3 separate regions of the Mus musculus genome follow, and regions 2 and 3 are each linked to region 1. A link is a contact called in public promoter capture Hi-C data. All regions are on one chromosome and are shown on one strand. The core of a region is the stretch at or near the end of the contact, and the rest is flanking DNA. Distances in the headings are between cores, read along the strand shown. Region 1 holds the start of Ptgir (prostaglandin I receptor (IP)). Region 2 holds the start of C5ar2 (complement component 5a receptor 2). Region 3 holds the start of Inafm1 (InaF motif containing 1).

The links. Capture Hi-C pulls out chosen DNA fragments and counts their contacts.
Region 2: a contact with region 1 is called in a promoter capture Hi-C map of liver. The contact joins the promoter of C5ar2 here to the promoter of Ptgir in region 1. A contact is called at or near these places in 3 of 39 promoter capture datasets (cranial neural crest, frontonasal cranial neural crest and hippocampal neurons) and 1 of 9 other capture datasets (liver).
Region 3: a promoter capture Hi-C map of adipose tissue shows a contact between it and region 1. The contact joins the promoter of Inafm1 here to the promoter of Ptgir in region 1. A contact is called at or near these places in 2 of 115 datasets of contacts at active chromatin or transcription factors (bone marrow-derived dendritic cells and large pre-B cells) and 2 of 9 other capture datasets (adipose tissue and liver).

Annotation. Positions count from the first base shown.
Region 1 is chr7:16,905,090-16,907,811 of GRCm38.p6, reverse strand. It overlaps Ptgir (prostaglandin I receptor (IP)), which reads right to left and starts at 1,322. Exons shown (of 2, transcript NM_008967.3): 1 at 176-1,322. The coding sequence starts at 1,027.
Region 2 is chr7:16,242,824-16,245,545 of GRCm38.p6, reverse strand. C5ar2 (complement component 5a receptor 2) reads left to right here and starts at 1,392. Exons shown (of 2, transcript NM_176912.5): 1 at 1,392-1,523.
Region 3 is chr7:16,272,307-16,275,028 of GRCm38.p6, reverse strand. It overlaps Inafm1 (InaF motif containing 1), which reads left to right and starts at 1,337. Exons shown (of 1, transcript NM_001136270.1): 1 at 1,337-2,722. The coding sequence starts at 1,739. The coding sequence ends at 2,131. It overlaps Ccdc9 (coiled-coil domain containing 9), which reads left to right. Exons shown (of 14, transcript NM_001382411.1): 14 at 613-987. The coding sequence ends at 716.

The DNA.
Region 1 (2,722 bases), core at 73-2,572:
AAGAAAGCAGAGAGACTTCTTGGAGTACTCAGGAGTACATGGAACACAAAGTCACCATCTGACCCTTTCTGAGCCTCGGTTTTCACATCTGTCAAATAGACACGACAAGTGGAGAGCACAGATGGATGCTGCCCTCCACTCCTCCCCCTGCACCCCAGCTCCGAGGGACACTCACCATGAGAGGCAGGGAGCACACGGCCATGATGACGGTCATGAGGGCCAGCAGAATCAGGTGGTAAACTTCATCCTCTCGTGCCCGAGAGGTCGGTACAAACGAGCCATGGTGGCGTCTCTGTTGGCGGTACATGTGATAGAGGCTGAGAGTGACGGAGCCGTTGCAGAAGAAGATGGAGGTCACCAACAGGGCCATGAGACTGGCGTAGGCCAGGGAGAAGGCACAGCCGCCAGGCTGGGCGGAACGCATGCGGATGAAGCACCAGCTCCCTGGGCAATACTGCTGATGCTCGCCCAGGCCCAGCAGGGGCAGTGAGCAGAAGAGGCAGCAGAAAGCGTAGATGGAAGGCAAGGCAAAGCGGGCGCAGCGCGGCCCGTCCAGCTGGGCGTACAGGTAGGGGTGACTGAGTGCCAGGCACCGCTCCACAGCCATGGCAAAGAGGATGAGCGTGGAGGCCAGGCCGAAGAACGTCATGGCGAAGGCGAAAGTGTCACACAGCATCGTCCCACCGTGGGCCAGGCCCAGCAGAGAGCTGTTTCGAGCATAGGCCACAAACACTGCAGGGCTCAAGAAGCACGTGCCCAGCAGATCCGTCACCGCCAGCCCAGTGACCAACACCGCAAAGGCCGATGGGTGTGACCTCCGTCGGGCACCCAGGATGCCCAATGCCAGCCCGTTGCCCACTACACCAGCCACGAACATCAGCGTGCTGGTGGCAGGTCCTACCGAGTCTTGAACGTAGGTGATATTCCAGCAGGAGCCTGCCATGCCCTGCCACTCTCTGCCACCTGCACTGAGAGGGCTCCCAGGAGTGACAGAAGGGGGTCCAGGATGTCCATCGCTGGCCATCATCTTCATAGGATCTGGGATCTGCCAGTCAATTCCCAGTTGCCCGTGTGTTTCTGTCTTTTGTTTCTGTCTTCTCCTGTGTCTGTCCCTCTCCTGTTTCTTTCCTTCTCTGTCAGGTCCTTGTCCCTTTGTGCCTCAGTGTTCCCTGTCCCCTACCCCCTGTTCTTTCCTCTACACTTCTCTGTCACCTCCTTGACATTTCTGCTTTCTAGACCCTCCAGCACCTCTGCCTTCTGAAGTCCCTCAGTCTCTCCTGTCTGTGTGCGAGTCTGTGTAGATCTCTGTCAGCTTCTCCCTCCTAGGGCCCGCCCTCCCCCTCCCTCCTCATCTTGCCTCCTCGCCCCAGCTTTTTTCATTTCCTCTCTGCCCCGCCCTCCTCCCCCTGTGCTGGTCTCCAGAGGCCCCCTCGGGCTCCCTGCCTGCTTTCCCTGGCTTGTACCCCATCTCCTGCTCTGAGTATCCGTCTCTTGCCTCTGCCTCTCCTCCTGCCTCTTCCTCATACAGTCCACAGCACAGTCACCTGCTGCCACCTCCACCCCCACTCAACCTTTTCTGTTTTTCATACGTGCCCCCTCCCCAGCATCTCATCTCTATGTCTGTCTGTCTGTCTCTACCTCTGTGTCTGTCTGCCCCACCCCTCTCCAAATGCATTCATATCTAAGTCCCTCTTCGTGTTACCTAGTATCAGAACCTCACCACCACCACCACCACCACCACCAACCCAAGGAAGCCAGACAGGTCCTAGTGCTGAGTGGTTCTCCAGCTTAGCCATGGCCTGAACTGTGTGTGAACAGCCTCTGAGAGCTATTCTGGGCTTCAGGCCCTGGGGTTAGGCCCTGGCCCTGGGATTGAGAAATGACCAGGAAATTCCCCCATGATGTAGTGTTTTCCAGACACCATGGAGAGTCCTGGTCCCTGGACACAATTCACTCCTTCCAGGAGTTGAAGAAGGAGGCCGCCTGACCAGACCTCATCCATGGGCTCCTAGCTCAGGACGCACAGTCCATGCATGGTCTGCAGTTCACAGGGCTTTGGTGACCCACCATTAAAGGTTGACCTTTACTTCGCACCATAGCACTTCCAGGCCCCAGTCACCGCTCACGACACTGACTTCCGATACTAACACTTTGGCGATGGATAGCCATCTCAGGCTCCAGCTCTGCTCCCACACACAAGGCTCCACCCATCCTCCCTCAGCAACACCCTCCCCCGACCATGCCGCCTCCCTCAGATCAGTGTCAGCCCAGCTGTCAGTACAGAGGTGATGGGACCTTCACTGACTCCACAGTTCCTGCTGGAGGGTCAGAGGGGACCTTAGAGACCCCAGTCACCTTGTGTGGCTTCCTTTCCTTTCTTTTCTTTTCCTTTCTTTTCTTTTCTTTTCTTTTTTTAAAAAATCTGTTCTTGCTGCTGCTGCTGCTGCTCTGCTGTTTTTTTAAACAGATTTCACGTGGCCAAGGCTGGCCTCAAACTTTCTATGTAACCAAAAAATGACCTTAACCTTAAAAAAGCAAAAAGATTGTGTGTGTGTGTGTGTGTGTGTGTGTGTGTGTGTGTGTGCTTGTGCGTGTGTGTATGGGTGCACCCATTTCATGGTGTAGAGGACAACTTGCAGGAGTCTCAGTTCTCTCTCTCTTCCCCCACCCCGAGTCTGTCTGTCTGTCTGTCTGTCTCTCTCTGTCTCTGTCTCTCCACCCT
Region 2 (2,722 bases), core at 143-2,642, 660 kb after region 1:
GGTTTGGGGGGACACTGCAGAGTGAGGAACTGTATTTAAGGGTCATAGGTCGTAGCATCATGAAGGTTGAGAACTACTGTTTTAAAGGATTAGTTCAGTTCCCAGCATCCACATAGTGTCTCCTAATGATTTGTAATGGCTGCCTTGGACACCAAGCCCACACATGCTGGACATACATGCAAGCAAAACACCCATACATATAAAATTATATATAATATGTAAGCTGGGCCCAGGATACAGTGTTTCAGTTCAGTAGGTAGCATGCTGGCCTAACACGCACAAGCCTCTGGTTCAGTCCCCTGCACTGAATAAAATCTCCAATAGTGGTTGGGTGTGGTGGTACATGCATTTAATTCCAGCACTCCAGACACAGATGCAGGCAGACCTCTGGGAGTTTGAGGCCAGCTACTTAGTGAGCTCCAGGTCAGTCCAAGTGAGACTTGGTTTCAAAATAAAACAAATATATACACACAAAGAAACTAAATCTGCATGGTGGATTTAGGAGGTAGAGGCAGGAGGCTCATCTAGTCAAGGAGAGTTTGTGGCTAGCCTGGGCTACATGAGGCCATTCTGGGCTACATGAGCCTCTGTCTGAAAACACAAACAAAAACAAATGAACAAACAAACAAACAACAACAAAAATCCCAGCCAGGCTTGGTAACAAGCATTTGGGAGACGGCCATAGGTGGACCTCCGTGAGTTCAGGCTGCAGAGAGAGGCCAGTTTAAAACCAAAACGAGACAAAAAGGGATGCTCAGTGGTTTAAGAGCATTGGCTGCTGCTCCTCCAGGGGACTGAGGTTTCCTTCCCAGAACCCACAGGGCAGCTCACAACTGTCTGTAGCTCCAGTTCCAGGGGAGCTGATGCAGTTTCCTTGCCTCCACAGGCATGGTGTGTAGCACGCAGATATACAGACAAACCACTCATGCACCAAAGGCAAAAATAAATTAATCTAAAAGAAAGGAAGGAAGGAAGGAAGGAAGGAAGGAAGGAAGGAAGAAAGAAAGAAAGAAAGAAAGAAAGAAAGAAAGAAAGAAAGAAAGAGAAAGAAAGACAGGAAGGAAGGAAGGAAGGAAGGAAGGAAGGAAGGAAGGAAGGAAGGAAGGAAGGAATTGGACATACAGCAGGTGGTGGTCATGTTGAGAGACCCCCACCCCAGGTGACTCCCAGGCAGGTCAGGGTTAAGCAACGCAGCTCAAAACAGAAGTTTGCAGAGTCCAGGGGATTGCCAAATGTGTGGCCTGTGGAATCTGCTTATGTCAACAGGGTTGGAAGGGGAAGTGAGCAGGAAAGGAAGTGGGCTGAGAGCTTGGCGGACTCTAGTGTGTTCTTTCTCCTCCCCCAGCCCCAGCCTTCTGGACCCTTGGGTCTTACACACCTATCTGTTCTTCAGATGCAGGGCTCCAAGGCCTGGGGCCAGAGCCGCCTTCCCTTGTAACGGTGACCTCCGGGAGCTCACATCCAGGAAGCTGTTACATTGCAGTAGAGTCTTCTGGGATGAAATATGAGGGGCTGGGAGACGGGTCAGTGAGTAAAGTGTTTGCCATTTAAACATAAGGATATGCGTTCCAGCCCAGGCTATGGATTTGCCTGGTACAGAGGCACGGTGGGTTGTGTTTGTAACCTCAGCACGGGAGAGTGAGACAGATGGATCTCTAGGGCTTGCTGACCAGCAGGCCTGGGTTAATCAGTGAGCATCTAGAGCAAGTTGAGAGCCTTGGTCTCTAAACACAAGGTGGAAGGAAAGGGAGGGCCCTGGAGAGGTGGTTCATAGGTACCGCTCTCAGCAGCAAGCACTCTCACCTGAGGAGCCCTAGCCCTAGCTCTACTACTGAGCCACACTCCCAGCCCCTCATTGGTGAGTTCTTGGTTCTGTTGAGCCAGGCCCCCAATCCTTTGCTGGAGGATTCTAGGCAAATATCCTAACACTGAGCTGTGCACTGCTCCAGACCTTTTATCATCTTGGCACATCTGTTGACCAGGTAAGTCTCCCATGTTGAGGTGTGGAGAACACTGAGGCCTTTCAGGATGAGAGAGAGAGAGGAGAGGCCTGCATCACAGAATCTGTAGTGCCTTGACCCAGAAGCAATTTCCTCTAACAACATGACTTTATGCTCTAAATATCAACAGAAGAATTTGTGACCGCATCCTTCTCAGCCTTAAGCAAGGCTCAGAGAGAAAGACGACCATCAGGAACTGCTGAGTGACGAGAGTCCATGTCAGGGTTGAGGCCATGTCCTGCTCGGTGTCCTAAGCCTGCACCATGCTGTAGGTGTATAGTTTAAGACAGTGTACTCTAGGGCACACTTTAATTCCCACAATTGGGAAGCTGAGGAAAGCAAATCTGTGAGTTTGAAGTCACTCTGGCCTACGTGAGACCCTGTCTCAAACCCAACCCAACCCAAATCAAACCAAACCAAACCCAGCCACTATAGCCAACTTCTTTTTTGTTCTTGTCATTACTACTACTACTACAAATAATAATAATAAATATCTAATAATAATTTTCACTTTAAATATCTGTGCACATGGGCCTGTGAGAGTCACAGTTTGTATTTGAAGGTCAGAGGCTAGCCTTAATTCTAGAGCTTTCCTTTCTACTTTGAGACAGAGTCTCTTGTTGCTTGTAATGGCAAAGGCCAGCTGGCCCACGTTTCCAGGGATTTTGACTCCCTGGCTGTCTTCCTTTCTGAACGCTGGCATCACATACATATACTACTGA
Region 3 (2,722 bases), core at 88-2,587, 630 kb after region 1:
CTAAAAGTGGGATTTGAAATCTGAATATTCCCAGAGGTAAGAGGGTGACGCGATAGGATTTTGAGCTTGAAACTGGATTTTGGTTAGAGATCCTGTAAAAGTAAAACATGGTTAATTAAAGGTAGGAACGACTTTAACTAATGAATGAGCCGGCTCTTAAGACTTATCTGAAGGCAGGGTTAGCGGTTTTGGGTCAGACCATAGTGGGATTTTAGATCCCACGTAGTAGAAGCAAGAGACTGATCTTGGTCACTTTAACGTGATCAGCCAGGTTACTGCTTGTGTTCATCTTTTAGTTCCCCTGCAGTAGAATAAGATGTGGAGCAGAGGCCAGGAAAGGCTGTCAAAGGAATAGTGAGAGTGGAAGCCAAGGACATCTTCGGAAAGGGGCCAGGCCAAACAGGATAGTTTGGGGTCCTGGGAGGAGTGGATGAGCTCATTACACTAGCACTTCCCAGTAGTCAACAGGGTTAGATTGGAGGGGCTCCTGCTTCAGGGGCCTCCTGAGGGTCGAGTAAGCTGGAGGCCAAGTTGTAGGTGGGTTTGACTGAGGTGCGGGATAGGGTGGGTCGGGCAGGCTGGTCCTCCATTTACCGCTTTTTGTCTCCTTAGAGGTGGGCCCCGAGGGCCAGGAGACGGCGGAGATCACAGACTTCCAGAGGGTGCGTTTCTGCAAGGTGGTGGCGGCTGCTCCGCCGCCGGGGGCTGCCCGCTGACAGCGCCAGCAGACCAGGGTGCCTCGCTCTGTACTAACCTTCAGCTCCTCTGCTTCTGCTACACTCCGTCCAGGCCAGGGTTAAACTTAGTGGGGGAGGAAGCAGGTTAGCAACGAGCCCGGCCCGAGGGGAGTCTTCTAAATTCGCTGAGGACCCAGTGGTGCCAGTCCGACCGCACTCGTCTGGTCGAACCCTCGGAGTCAGTCCCTGTGAGGCCTGGGTGTGCAGGAACCTGCAGCTAGGGATTGAATTAAACGCGTGCTACCGCCAACCTTTGAACTGTGCTGCTAGCTGATCAGGCTAGGCTGCTGTGCTTGGCTGGCGGAAGAGGCGGGACGAGAGTGCTCCTCTCATCCTCACACCTCTCTCCTCCCACCCCGCAGGCCGTCTCGCAGTCCTGAAGATGCTGCTGGGAGGGGCGGCAGCGCAGGTTTGCCTGGCTCCCAGGCTGGCTGCTCTCCTCCCTGCAGTCCACCCTGGATCCCTCGCCTCTAGGGAACAGAAGTTTACGCTGGTGCGGAGTTGCTGGGGAAGGGGCCAGCAGGGGTGATGGAGGGAACTGGGTCTCGGAACTCTCGTAGTAGTCCAGGGATGTGAGACTGGGAGGGCCGGGGCCGGGGCTCGGTGGGCGGGGCTAGCGTTCAGAAGCTCCGTAGGCCTCCGGCTTCAACAGAGTAGGAACCTTAGCTCCGGCGGGCAGAGGGATGCTAGTGTGCAGAGCTGCAGTCGGTCGAAGAAGGAAGGGGTTCGATTAGCGCGGAGAGGGCTGAGGTAGAAAACAGGAATAGGCGGTTGGAAATGTGACAGCTAGGGCGGGAGAAGAGCGAGTGGGCGTGGCCTTGAGGGGGTAGAGCTAAGAAATCTTGATAGTGGTGGGTCAGAGGCGGTAGGGGCGTGTCTAGGATGTAGCTGAGCTGGGGGGGGGGTGCTGTCTGACAAGGCGTGGTCCTGGAAGGGGCGTGGCTTGCTTGAGGCGGTCCTGGGGTGGGGGCGGGGTCGGTGCAGGCTGAGTGGGCAGCGCGATGCGGGGCTCGAGCTGCGTGGGCAGTGGTGGCGAGAGCCCGGGTGGTACGGGGCTGAGCGAGGGTCCCCGTGGCCGATGGCTGCGGCTCGCCCCTGTCTGCGCCTACTTCCTGTGTGTGTCCTTGGCCGCTGTGCTGCTTGCTGTGTACTACGGGCTCATCTGGGTTCCCACGCGGCCGCCTGCGGGCCCCGCCGACCCCCTGCCCAGCGCTGCGGCCGCTCCGTGTGCTCGAGCAGCACCGCCCGCCCCGCCTCCGGCCGCACCCGCATCCTGTTTGCTTGGGGCCTCCGGCGGGCCACGACCGCAGCCAGGACTGCCACGGAGTCGCCGCCACAGTCGCCGCCCAGCTCCGGGAGCGACGCGGGAGACCGCGCGCCGAGCGCCTGGATAGTCTGGCCCGCCCCCACCGTGGCCTGCGTCTGTCTATCTGCACCACCGGGCCTCGCCTGCGCGGCGCCGCCTCTCTCCTTGCCGCGGTCCTGATCCTGCCCGACCTTATTCCACCTTGCTCCTTCCCGGGACTCAGCGCTCATCGGCAATAAACTCCAGCCTCAGCTGGCTTACCTGGTCTGTGGTCGTTGGCCTCGGCCGCTGGTCCCTTCTAGCTCCGTGGCCGCGCGGCCTTAAAGGCTTTCCTCTCTCATTGCTCACATGTAATTTTTGGGTTGGAATGGGGAGAAGCGGCTTGCCAGTTTTCGGGGCCATTGAAGGTCAGATACTGTAAAGGCCTTACCAGTTTTCGGGGTGTCATCTCGTATAGCTTCGGAGACAGTGGTGCGTGCTGGAAACTGCAGTTGGTATAGTTTGCAATGGCAGGGGTAGAGGATGTCACCCGTAAGCTAGCTTGTCCTGGTTTGGGTGGTGACATTTGCTGCTTTGGAAGTGTGGAGCATATAGCTGAACCAAACCAAAACTGGTCTGCATTGCTGTTGGTGCCATGTTGAGACTGGTGTAGCTTCTGATAAAGAAGTCATGCGATTGA